Linked DNA regions of Mus musculus: region 2 is linked to region 1. A link is a contact called in public Hi-C data. All regions are on one chromosome and are shown on one strand. Each heading gives the region's core, a stretch centred on a gene start, on an enhancer-like site or on the middle of the called end of the contact. The rest is flanking DNA. Distances are from core to core; before and after follow the strand shown. Region 1 overlaps Klf7 (Kruppel-like factor 7 (ubiquitous)). Region 2 has its middle 100 kb from the start of Gm35803.

The links. A called contact is a pair of places that touch in the nucleus more often than the background predicts.
Region 2: a Hi-C map of the N1E-115 cell line shows a contact between it and region 1, with 2.5 times the contacts expected there. The contact joins two enhancer-like sites. A contact is called at or near these places in 1 of 39 promoter capture datasets (liver) and 2 of 484 Hi-C or Micro-C datasets (the N1E-115 cell line and peritoneal macrophages).

What each region holds. Positions count from the first base shown.
Region 1 is chr1:64,081,880-64,088,078 of GRCm38.p6, forward strand. The region is part of intron 1 of Klf7 (Kruppel-like factor 7 (ubiquitous)); the gene reads right to left. The region is part of intron 2 of Gm13748 (a long non-coding RNA gene); the gene reads left to right. Among named protein-coding and RNA genes, the nearest start is that of Gm13748, 5.6 kb to the left of the region's middle. Within about 2 kb of position 3,047, at least 13 of the 459 cell types and tissues checked have an H3K27ac peak or open chromatin away from gene starts, as enhancers often do. A contact at or near this core is called in the N1E-115 cell line, where this site is marked.
Region 2 is chr1:64,378,798-64,384,533 of GRCm38.p6, forward strand. No RefSeq gene overlaps it. Among named protein-coding and RNA genes, the nearest start is that of Gm35803, 100 kb to the left of the region's middle. Within about 2 kb of position 2,689, at least 14 of the 459 cell types and tissues checked have an H3K27ac peak or open chromatin away from gene starts, as enhancers often do. A contact at or near this core is called in the N1E-115 cell line, where this site is marked.

The DNA of each region.
Region 1 (6,199 bases), core at 1,797-4,296:
CCTTTTGCCCAAAGAGCAGAACCAGAGTTTTGAGAGGCGGCCATGCTCCAGGTAGAAGCCAGCTGAGTCATGGGTTACTGGATGTCCTTGGGGCAGTTCTCTGTTTCCTGTGCAAGGATTAATGTGACACACCTTGTTGTCTGCAGATAGAGCTTTACTATACCCTGTCTACTTATACAGATTTCAATTCAAAGATGTGAAATAAATGGATTGGTATGAGGCTCAGATCCCTTCATATTGTACATTCTGAGAAGCTGGAATATTTTAAATACATTCAGACACTATTATAGAAGGATTTAAAAAATAGCTTTCTCAGTACACCAGGTTTTGCCTCCAAGGAGTCTCTGCGCTAGGAACAAGGAAACAACGAAGCTTCTAAAATCTGGGCTGCCTCAGAAAGGCTATAATTTGTAGGGTATCTTCCATGACTGTCAGTCAGGAGGTGCAGAAAACCCCATACAGTTACTATGAGGGACTTTTTTTTTTTGTCTTAAGAAAACTAGTCCCTGTAATCTCCATTAAAAATAAATAATAAGTAGCTTAGATAAATGGCATACTTTCAGCAGGAACTAGGATGAAGAGTTTAAAGAATTTCCTGTCAAGAATATAGAAACTAAAATGGTACAGGTAAAGAGAATGTTAGGATGAAATTATATCCAAGACCAAGAGTTCACTTGCAATATCATTTGTAAGTATCTGTAAGACTGCTTTAACCAATGCCTTCAATGTTTAATTTGAAACTGGTGCTACTAAGTGTTCATGGGTTTTAATATTATTAATTCTACACACCCATACAGGTGCATACAGAAAGAAGTATGTTTATAATTTGTCCAGGTATACATACAGGTATCACCTCACTGTCTTAATAAAAAAATTAAAGGTAAAGATACCCTACTAGCAATGGCACAGGAGCCTTGGTTCCTAAATATGATTATCCACCAAAGAGCAGCAGAATTCACTGGAAAACTACTTGTTCCATGGACTGGGGTAACACTGTAGCTAAGCCTAGAAGATCCTATGGACTCGGAAAATAAGGAAACGTAAGGGGTGGCTCAGAAAGGAAGAGGGTGCAGCAAAGACTCTGTGCTGTTAAAGAGGTCTTAGTGGACACATCTGGACAATGAGGGAAAATGTTGTTAATGATAATGAATTATAACCCATCAAATAAAACAAAACCCCGTGCTACCATAAATGAATGTTTAAATACAGGGAAAAGAACAGTTTTTCCTTGTATAAAATTATAATTTATGTGGAAAAAGGTTGATAATAACCTAAAAAATAATCATGAGACAAACAGCAATGCAATAATGATACAATTAAGACTCATCAATGGAAGCTCAAGTCAAGAGACAGACATGTAAGAACAAGACAAACACCCAACCAGACGTTAAATCCAAAGACAAAAATGGCAACGTCACAGTGGGGAAAGATAGTGGATAGCACCTGACCCACGTGATCATACTTAATATACCAGTGACAACATGCACCCTCTGTGTGATAGGTTCAAGTTCGAAGAGGTACTGCATTATAAGTGGCATTCCTGCCCAAGATGCACCAACGCAATCTAATCATGAGAAAACATCAGACAAGCCCAAATAGAATCCATTACCCAAAACAACTGGCCGTTTACAAATGTCAAGGTCATACACCATAAAGAGGGGCTAAAAAGCTGTCACAGACTAAAAGAGATGATGTGACATTTAAATACAATGGCTCTCAGACCAATAAAATATTGGTAAAAATAATGCAATTCAAATGAAGTATGTAAACAAGCTAGTGGTATTTTTCTCAATGATAATTTCCTGGTGATAATAGTAATACTATAGTCAGTTACAGGGAAAGGAAAAATGAAATAGAGCAAGCATCAGCAAGCTAGTAATGTCTCCAGGCTATAAATATGAATAGAGTTCACATGTTTCTCTCCATTCCAGTGACACTCCAGCCACCAAACTCCAAGTCTGGGTCAGCAGGTGTCAGTTTAATGACACAAATTATGCCGATCTGCTAACTCACTTTGCTGAGTGAGGCTTCTCCTGGCTGACCTAGCAACACAACTTAAGGCTTGATCCATTGTCTCAACCTGAGAATCTTCCCAAGTGCTAAATGACTCTCGGATATTTATGAGTCACAGATGAGCTCCGTGAAGACTGTGATATCCCAACTCTGAAACGCATGGCTTCCCTGCCTAGTCTCTTAGTAAATACCATCTGAAGCTGCCTGCAAAGCTATCACCCTAAAAGCTCCTCTAATAACTTGCTTCATGCTTTCACAGCCCCTTTGCTTGTTGAAACAAGCTTGTTAAAGGTAATAATCCAAGACCTGGCTTTAGCAAAAGAAAGAAAATGTGCTGGTGAACAGGCTCCATGGGTGAAGGTGCTGGCGGCCATTCCTGATGACCTGAGTTTAGAGTGTGATTCCTAACACACACACACACACACACACACACACACACACACACACACACACACACAAAATGATAAAACAGTATTTTAAAAAGACTTCAAACCTGTTACTGCCATACCCTCTACTTTTATGACAAATTCCAGAAACCAGAGTTGAAGGAGAACAGCAAAATTCCAGTCTTGTAGCAGATAAGCCCATCAAAATTCCCCTCCCACTGGCAGTAAGCAGTTACTGTCCTGGGTTCAAGAGAAATGTAAAATACTTGGCTATATGATGCCAAAATCACCAAATGGCTTTTGTTCGACCCATGCCTAGTGTATCATAAACTATCCCAGACCTACTAATGCAGAGGGCAAACTGTTACCATTTCCTCTCAAGACCTCCCTAAAGGGTTTCTCTCACTCATATTTCGTCTTGACTTTCCCCAGGTCCATAGACTTGAAGCAGTCTTTCACCTAACCTAACCCTGTACAGATCAGTCTTCACTCACATTTCAGTACGGAGTCGATCTCTCACAGGAAGGCTGGTCTACAAAACACGGTACTGAGAAAATGGCCTGATTGCCAAATGTTGAAAGACACTCTTCCCCAAGCCTGGGCAATGAAACATATCTGCTAAATGCATCTGAGTGCACATACACTGCAGGATGTCTGGATGCTTAAGATTATGATCTTAAAAGCACAAAGTGCAGACTCTAGCCTAGGCTCCTAGTGTCCCCACCCCCAAAACCTACTAGGGCATAAAAAGTTTTAATTTTTATTCTGGGTCTCAATTTGAAAATGAGATGAAGACATAGGTGAAATATTTTTGCTACAACTTAATAACTGTGGCATGACAAGTAAGTACACTAAAGTCTTTGGATCTATGTATTCAAGATGGCAATTTAAAAAAAAAAAAGAAAGAAAAAAAGAAAAGGAAAAGAAATTGCACTTTGCTAATGGTTATTTTTCTGGAATAATGCAAAGTCAAAGAAATAAAAGGCCAGCAGTCAATACGCAATTTGCTAATCAATCCATAGTCATTTGTGGTCCTTTTGCCAGTTTTCCTTCCTCACAATAATGCCACTTCCCTCACCTAAAAGGGTCAAGAGTTAAGCCTATATGGAGATAAGACAATTTTAAGAAAGACATATAGCTGCAGAAACATGGAGAAAGCCAGCCTCCCACTTTTTGAAACATGCAAAGTGGTGCTTCCTCTTCGATCAGACCTTGACCTGGTGTTGCTCTTAATGATGGTAATGAGTGATGACAATGCTCCTGGCAAGGAAGGGGTGAACTTTTGTTCCAAGCAAGAATGTTCACCCAGGTAATTACACACAGGTGAACTGCACTTGGCTGCCCAGGGGAACCTCTTCCTGCCAATTATTATATGCGGTTTTGCCACGTGCTATTAACCACAGCGCCAAGGTCCCTGAAGAGTCTCATAAAGAAAAAGAGGGGAGCAACCTTTTCTTTCTTTTGGGAGGACCCTAAAACTCACATTTTGCATGTGTGCTTTGAAATCTTCAGACACATCCCAGAATGGAAATTCTGCATGATACCAGACAAGCTACTGTACTGATAGGGAAGTCAGGTTCCTTTGCTGTAGACATCTTCTAAATTATTCTTTCCAGAGACTTTGTGGCTGTGCATATACTTAGACTTTTAATCAAAAAAGAATTCATCTAACTCCTAAAAATCAACAAAAAGATTCATCAAGGTTGATATGGGTGTGAACTTGATGGGTTTTCTCTCTTCAAAAGATAGGATCAAAGATGCTGACGTAGTTCCACTCTTTTGAAATTAGGTCAGAGTTGAAAGATGGGAAAGAACCAGTGAGATTTGCTACCTTTTTATCTCTGTGGCTGGCTGAGAAGAGCCAGCACTGACAAACCCAGTACGCCTGTGGAGACCCTCGATTTCCGAGCACCAGGACTCTGTGGCCTCAACATTTTAAAATGGGTTGAGGGAGAACACAGTCACACTGAACATCCTTCAGGGCAGAATGAGCAAATGAACCAGTGTACAATCCACCTCCTACATCTTAGGAAGTCAGTCCCAAGACAATTTTTACCATTTCTTGATTTTTATCACTAGCACATTAGCATTAGAAAGCTGGAAAGAAGTGGATTCTATCTAGAAGACTCGAGTGAGCAAGAATACAGCACAAGTAAAAATCTCTTACTTCGTGTTTTAACTACTAGGTTTAAAAAAGAAAACCCCACATCAGTAGCATACCCCATAGGTACAATAGTATTACACACTGCTGTCAGAGCTGCTGAACTCCACAAAACAACCAGGGTTCTAGAGCCAATGAAATTCCTCCTGACTCTTTCTCAGATCCACTGGTTGCCAGAGCTGAAACCAAATTAAACATTTCCCTCTAGCAATTTGTAAATTCTGAGAGACAATGCTGTGAAAATTAATTCTAAACAAACAAAAGTTAGGAAATTTATAGCAAAACCTCTTTAGTGCTTCTCCTCCCCAAATCATTTCCAACATACAAAGACAACATTAGTTTGGATATTTTTTCTTGAGGAAGCCAGGAAGGAAGGAGATGGGATTAAAGGCCCGGGAAGAGGACAGTGTCTTTGAAATTACTTCCCCTGGGATACACGATGTACAGCATCCTCAAATTCCCCTTTGATCTCCTGAGGGATTTTTAGTTTCAATGCATACATAACGTGAATCCTACAAACCACTCTGTTCCAAATTTGACACTGAAGTCACACAATCAGGGCAAAGCTGGGCAAAGCTGGGCAAAGCTGGGCCCTGGGTTCTAGGCTTCCCTCCTTCTCCAAATAGGAATGCCTTATCCTGGCTCTTACCATCAATTTTCAAGGTAACAGTGTCAACTGGATGCCACATGGACCAAGCACAGACAGACGGACAGACAAAACTCAGTTTTTCATTGTTTTTTTTGGGTGCTACCTCCCCAAACATATCAGTTTGAAGTCCACCGGTCTTCAGTTGGCCCTCAAGGAGGCTCCTCACTGTTCCTCAGCTACTAAGCTAATTAAATTCCAACTCTGGAGTAATTAAGATACTAGTGCACACGAACAGCTAGACATACAGATGATCCTTTGTCTCCTCTATCCATCTCTTCCAGCCAAGCCACCATTTAGGATCAAACAGGTGGAAATACTATTACTATTTGCTACTTAAGTACCCTAAAACCAAGTCTCAATAGATGTCCCAATTTTAGTCATTATTTCATTCTCATGAACATAATAAAATCCATGCCTTAAGAATCAAAGAAAATTACTCTCTATATACTGCTGTCAAGAGATAGATCTAAAAATTAAACAAGATGACTCCCTAAGGCAGTAGTTCTCAATGTTTCTAATTCTGTAACCCTTTAATACAGTTCCTCCAGTTGTGGTGGCCCTAACTATAGGATTATTTTGTTGCTTCTTCGTAACTGTAATTTTGCTACTGTTAGGGATTGTAATGTAAATATCTGATCTGCAAGATATCTGATATGCAACCCCACAGGGGTCTCAAGTTCACAATCCTAAAGGAAAAAATCCATTACAGTCAGTAACAACGCTAAGCAGTTCCTGTTTGGGAAGGCAGGCGTCTCACAGAGCCCACGGACCTGGGGAAAGACCTCTTTTCTGCAAGATGGTGTCCCAAGAACAACAATGAGCCCGACGGGTTTTAAGCTTCACCATTAATTTTCCATAAAGAGCAGTTTTCTTGACGAGCGCTTGTGTCAGGCAGGGCCTGATGCTTCAGAAACCTGTAATTATTCTTGGCTCCCCACCCCCCACAGCCTCTGCACCTGTGTCAGTTCAAGGCACCAGCTGGCCACGTCT
Region 2 (5,736 bases), core at 1,439-3,938, 300 kb after region 1:
AGCAGGTGACCAAATGATGATGCATGCTGGTTGTGAGACATTATGGAATCTTATAGACTGCTGTTATATGAAAAATGTGTGTCCCATTGTAGAACATAACAGAAACTCAGCTCCTACTCACTGTCTCCGTAGAGCACTGGCACGTGGTTAGCCATTCCAAGTTTTAAACATACTATGGACTTTTAAAATATGAATTCCTCACCTTTCATATGCTGGCAAATTATCAAAGAATAAAATTTTAAGACAAAATAAAATTTTTAATTAATACAGACCCAGTGTGGTATATAGTTCGAGCAGGTCAGCCAGGGACCGACCGTGCTCAGCCTCTTCCTAAAACATCATAGTGAGTAATCCAACATCTCTTTTATCCATCCTTTGCACTAGTCCCACCATGCTGATCTGTTGTGTTCTACTGTGGCAGAGGATGTGATACCAGCGTAATTTGGACCAAAGAGACATCTGTTGGTTCACCTGGAAGCAGAAGTTTGACATCAAAGCAGTGTTATCTAGTGACAGCCTTCTTGCTCTATTAAAATGGGGCAGGAGGAACCACAAGGCCAAAGGGCAAGAGAAGAGAAAGCACAAGAAGGGTGCAGCCTCCATGGCCTGAGCATCTCTTAAAACTCTCACCTATCAATACTGCCAAAATAGCAATTAATTTTCCAATGTGAGACTTGGAGGAGACATACATTCAAATCATGTAACCCACCTTCTAACAGCCTGGTGACCAAAGTCCACAATCCGGGTCTCTGCTTCTTGTCACAGCTAGAGTAGCATTCATAACCAGATTTGTGTCTAAGCCCATTAATAACATAATTGATAATACTGTGTAAAACTAAAGTGATCATCTAGAAATATATCCAATTTACAAACCTTTTTTTTAAGGTCTGAAAGATTTCATGATTCTATCAGAGCCAGGGACAAAGCTATTTGAGGACACAGTGTGGTAGGCTGGGAATAGGGCTGGGTAACAGAGTACTTACCTAGCTTGCATATGCCTCCTTCAACCCCTGACACCAGAAACAAATGAAAACAAAAGTGGATAATCAGGCATGCTCGTCAGATGTCAGCTGATTACCTACAGCCATAAGCACAGAAAGGGGCAGAAGGAATCTTCAGTGTTCCTCCCCCACCCCCTACCAGCCACACGTTAAACAGTGCTCACTTTGCCCTGAAACAGCAGAGACTATCAAATTCAGCAGTGGGTCTCCATTCCTGTCAGAATTTGTACATTCTTCCTTGTTATAAAACTTTTTCTTCATTTTTGGAGCCTGTATAAGGCCCCATGGTTTTCCCCTCCTAAAACAGAATATTACAAGAATTTCCTGAAGATGAATCCTGCCTGTATCATATTACCTTTTCTATCCCAAAACCTAACATAATACTGTTAATGAAGACCCAACAAATATTTTATTGGATTAATTAGTGATCAAATGATTAAAGTCAATCTGTGCTTCAAATGCTCTTGCTTTTATGCTAATGCAGGGGTGAAGTCGATCAGCATCTTTAAATGCAACACACAGTGTTGGTGTTTTAAAAGATACTTCAGAGAATCGCATGGTAATTTATCTAATCCACCCTGGCAGAGAGAATCTGAAGACAGAATCTCTTCTTCCCCGCTAAGTCTTAGCATGTGCTGATTTGAGGCGACTCCAGAAGTGAAGCTAAACAATTAATTGCACTATTAAATAAACACTTTATGTTCCCTTGAAAACCTTTAAAGAGGGCCTCTGTGTCACAAGAAAAGATGCTGAGACATCAGAATGGTGAGAGAGACATTAAATTTCTCCTGCCTGCAGCCCTATGGAAGCTGCGTCTGCTCCTCCTCCCTGCTAAGTTCATGGTCTTTAACATGACACTGAACTTGACAGAGAAATTGCAGGTCCTTGACTATGTATCTGCATTGCAACAGATGTCAGCCTCACGTTTAGAGGAAAATTGAATTACAGATGGAAGGAGCCGGGGAATAGAAAGCATCTGTTAGAAGAATCTGGATTCAAGACACGACATTTGACAAATAAGTCTCAACTTCCGAATGAACTGAAATTGTTTGTGATTCTCCCTGAGATCCTCTCTCCCTTCCTCCTGCCTCGTACAAGGACTGAGAAGAAAATGAAGTTCTTCTACACCTGCAAGGGGAAGATGAGCAGAAAACACTTCAGGGAACCATGGGTCCCCTGTGTCGACAGCACAATATCTATTGAAATGCTAGGATAGTCCAAAAATCCCTCACAAATAAGCCAGTGTCCTCAGGCTGATGGAAAGGCATGTTATCTGGGTAACCTGCCATCTTTGGTTTGTATAAAACATCTGGGACCTGCATGTGACCTTCCATGTTGTCCTTGTCACTTTGTTTTAGCTAACGTAAAGAGGGACCATTCAATCCAAGGAGTTACAATCATTTACTTCAGCAAAGAATTTGCTCTTTGAGCCAAAGAGCCTCAGAGGATGGTTTATGGTCTTAAGTAAAGTCATTCCTGATAAATATGGCTCTTAAACTACCCACAGGACACGGCTCACTCCTTCCCAATCAAGTTCTAACAATGGCTCAACTCACACCTGACAGAACCAGTTACAGTGATGGGGGCTGAAGGGCTGCAGGAGGGGGAGGGGAGTGCGTGCACACCCTCATTTACACAGCTCCACATACCAGCTGCCGGGCTCTCACGCCGTCAGTTATCTGCAGCCTAATCTGCACTGAGGAAGACAGATGATTTAAAGATTTAAATTGGTGGGACAGTGATCATCTGTGACCTTAGTGTTACCCTGGAGACCAGCTGGTGCCTGGACTGGGGTAGCTGAGCCTAGGAGCCCTTGCATGGTCACAGGACTTTAGTCCAGCTGCCCTGCACGCAGCTCTTCATCAGGAGTTTCCAGTTATTAACCCCTCAATGTCCTCTAAAACCTCACAGAGAAAAAAAGCCCCACCCCCCTGCCTCTGCATAGTTCTCAACGATGGCTGATGCCTGGCCCAAATGGAGATGAAGTGAGATAGGAGAAAAGTAACCTTACTTTCAAAGAGAAAGTCTTTGAGCAAGCAAAATTTTGGCCCCCAAGAGCAGGGTAGCTACAAGACTAGGGGTGGATGTCTAAATGTGGCAAGGCCAAGCCCTTTTTAAAGGACTTCCTAGAGGTGACAGGAAGCTAGTGTTTGGGTCAATTCTCCATTTAAAAATGAAAATCATGCTTCCTTGTACAGGACTTTGTAAAAGCCTTCACCATTACTCTCTTCCCTATAAGCAGACACTTTACTTAGGAGGGAAATTTCCTTAAATGCAAGAGCCAAGAAGCAGGATTGCTGGGGATGTGACATGGGACACTTTGCCACCACCTCAGCTCTAATGATGATGAATGTGATGGTTTGGGTACATCTGCCTAAAGTCAGAAGTCTGAGGCAGCCACATCTGGAGCCTGGTGCTATTTCATCTCTAATTTAATAGCCGTCTTCCCAGTTCTGAAGCTGACAAAGGACTTGAGAAGAGAAAAATGTAAGGATGATCACTAAACTTTGTTGGCTTCCAAGCACTCCCTCTTGCCTTGGGGAAATTTATATCCTATTCCACTGAAGACTCTGCTGAGGAAACAGTCATAACTCAATGATAGTGCTCACAAGATTTTCCAAAGATTGACGTTCTTCCTATTCCTTTGACCCGTGGTTTGGGTCAAACTTGTACTATGTATGGGAGTTTCTCTTTATGCTGCCAGTTCAAGGTCCGCAGGTCATCCAGGGGGTTAAGGCAAACACTGGCTGCCACGTTCAGATCTAATTCACTTCTGTCCCCTTTGTCTTTGTTGATTTTGCTGAGCCTCTCACATCACTGCACCAATCCCAAGTCATTGGTTTAAAAGTTATACCTATTTAGATCCTTTTTAAATCATCATTTTCACATAGCTGCTACCATTCAACACTTTTCTTGTTCCCATCTCTTTTGAACAATGTTGTCTACAAATGGGTCTTTGCTTCATGTATAACCCATATAAACATCTAAGGGACTCCTACCACGTTCAAATTAAGAGGCAAGGTACCAATGGCCTAAACAGGGACCTAGAGACATTCCTTGCTCTGTTAGTTAGCTTTTCCTGTGGTTAGAACCAAAATGCCTGACACCAATAACTCAATGAAAGAAAGCATTTGGGGAGGCAGGTGTGGTTTCTGAGAATTCAGGCTCTGGTTACTTGTTCACCTAGGCAAAATCTTGGCAAAAGAAACATGCTACTGAGTGGAGCTGACTGTTTACTTCCTAGCCAACAGAGCTCAGAAGAGTAAAACAGAAAGCTGTCAGGGATTATGTGGGAAGCCGCCCCCACATTCGCCGTCACAAGATGGCGCTGACATCCTGTGTTCTAAGTTGGTAAACAAATAATTTGCGCATGAGCCAAGGGTATTTACGACTACTTGTACTCTGTTTTTCCCGTGAACGTCAGCTCGGCCATGGGCTGCAGCCAATCAGGGAGTGATGCGTCCTAGGCAATTGTTGTTCTCTTTTAAATAGAAGGGGTTTCGTTTTTCTCTCTCTCTTGCTTCTTACACTCTGGCCCCAAAAAGATGTAAGCAATAAAGCTTTGCCGTAGAAGATTCTGGTTGTTGTGTTCTTCCTGGCCGGTCGTGAGAACGCGACGAATAACAATTGGTGCCGAAACCCGGGATGAGAAAAAACTCCGGACTGGCGCAGGAGGGATACTTCATTTCAGAACCAGAACTGCGGATCACGTTTATAAAGGTTCCCGTAACACAGACTGTTGAGAAGGATTCAACTGCCGAATTCAGAACTCATCAGCTGGGGAACGACGGTGATAAAGGTTCCCGTAAAGCAGACTGTTAAGAAGGATTCAACTGTATGAATTCAGAACTTTTCAGCTGGGGAACGAGAGTACCAGTGAGTATGTTTGGCCTTGAATTTTTTCTGGTGTTAGGAGCCCTTTTGTTCTTTTTCACATGCTATCAAGTGATTAAGATAGGGCTGAAAATTCTAGAGGAAATTCAGGACAATCTATCAGAAGTAAAGCGGGGAGAGAGAGTAGGAACAAAGAGGAAGTATGGTACACAAAATAAGTATACAGGCCTTTCCAAGGGTCTTGAACCCGAGGAAAAGTTAAGGTTAGGTAGGAATACCTGGAGAGAGATTAGAAGAAAAAGAGGAAAAAGGGAGAAGAAAAAAGATCGATTAGCGGAGGTCTCTAGGAGATACTCGTCACTAGATGAGCTCAGGAAGCCAGCTCTTAGTAGCTCTGAAGCAAGTGAAGAATCCTCCTCTGAGGAAACAGACTGGGAGGAAGAAGCAGCCCATTACCAGCCAGCTAATTGGTCAAGAAAAAAGCCAAAAGCGGCTGGCGAAAGTCAGCGTACTGTTCAACCTCCCGGCAGTCGGTTTCAAGGTCCGCCCTATGCGGAGCCCCCGCCCTGCGTAGTGCGTCAGCAATGCGCAGAGGGGCAATGCGCAGAGAGGTGCGCAGAGAGGCAGTGCGCAGAGAGGTGCGCAGAGAGGCAGTGCGCAGAGAGGCAGTGCGCAGACTCATTCATTCCCCGAGAGGAACAAAAGAAAATACAACAGGCATTTCCAGTCTTTGAAGGAGCCGAGGGTGGGCGTGTCCACGCTCCGGTAGAATACGTACAGATTAAGGAAATTGCCGAGTCGGTTCGTAAATACGGAACCAATGCTAATTTTACCTTGGCGTAGTTAGACAGGCTCGCTGGTATGGCACTAACGCCTGCTGATTGGCAGACGGTTGTAAAAG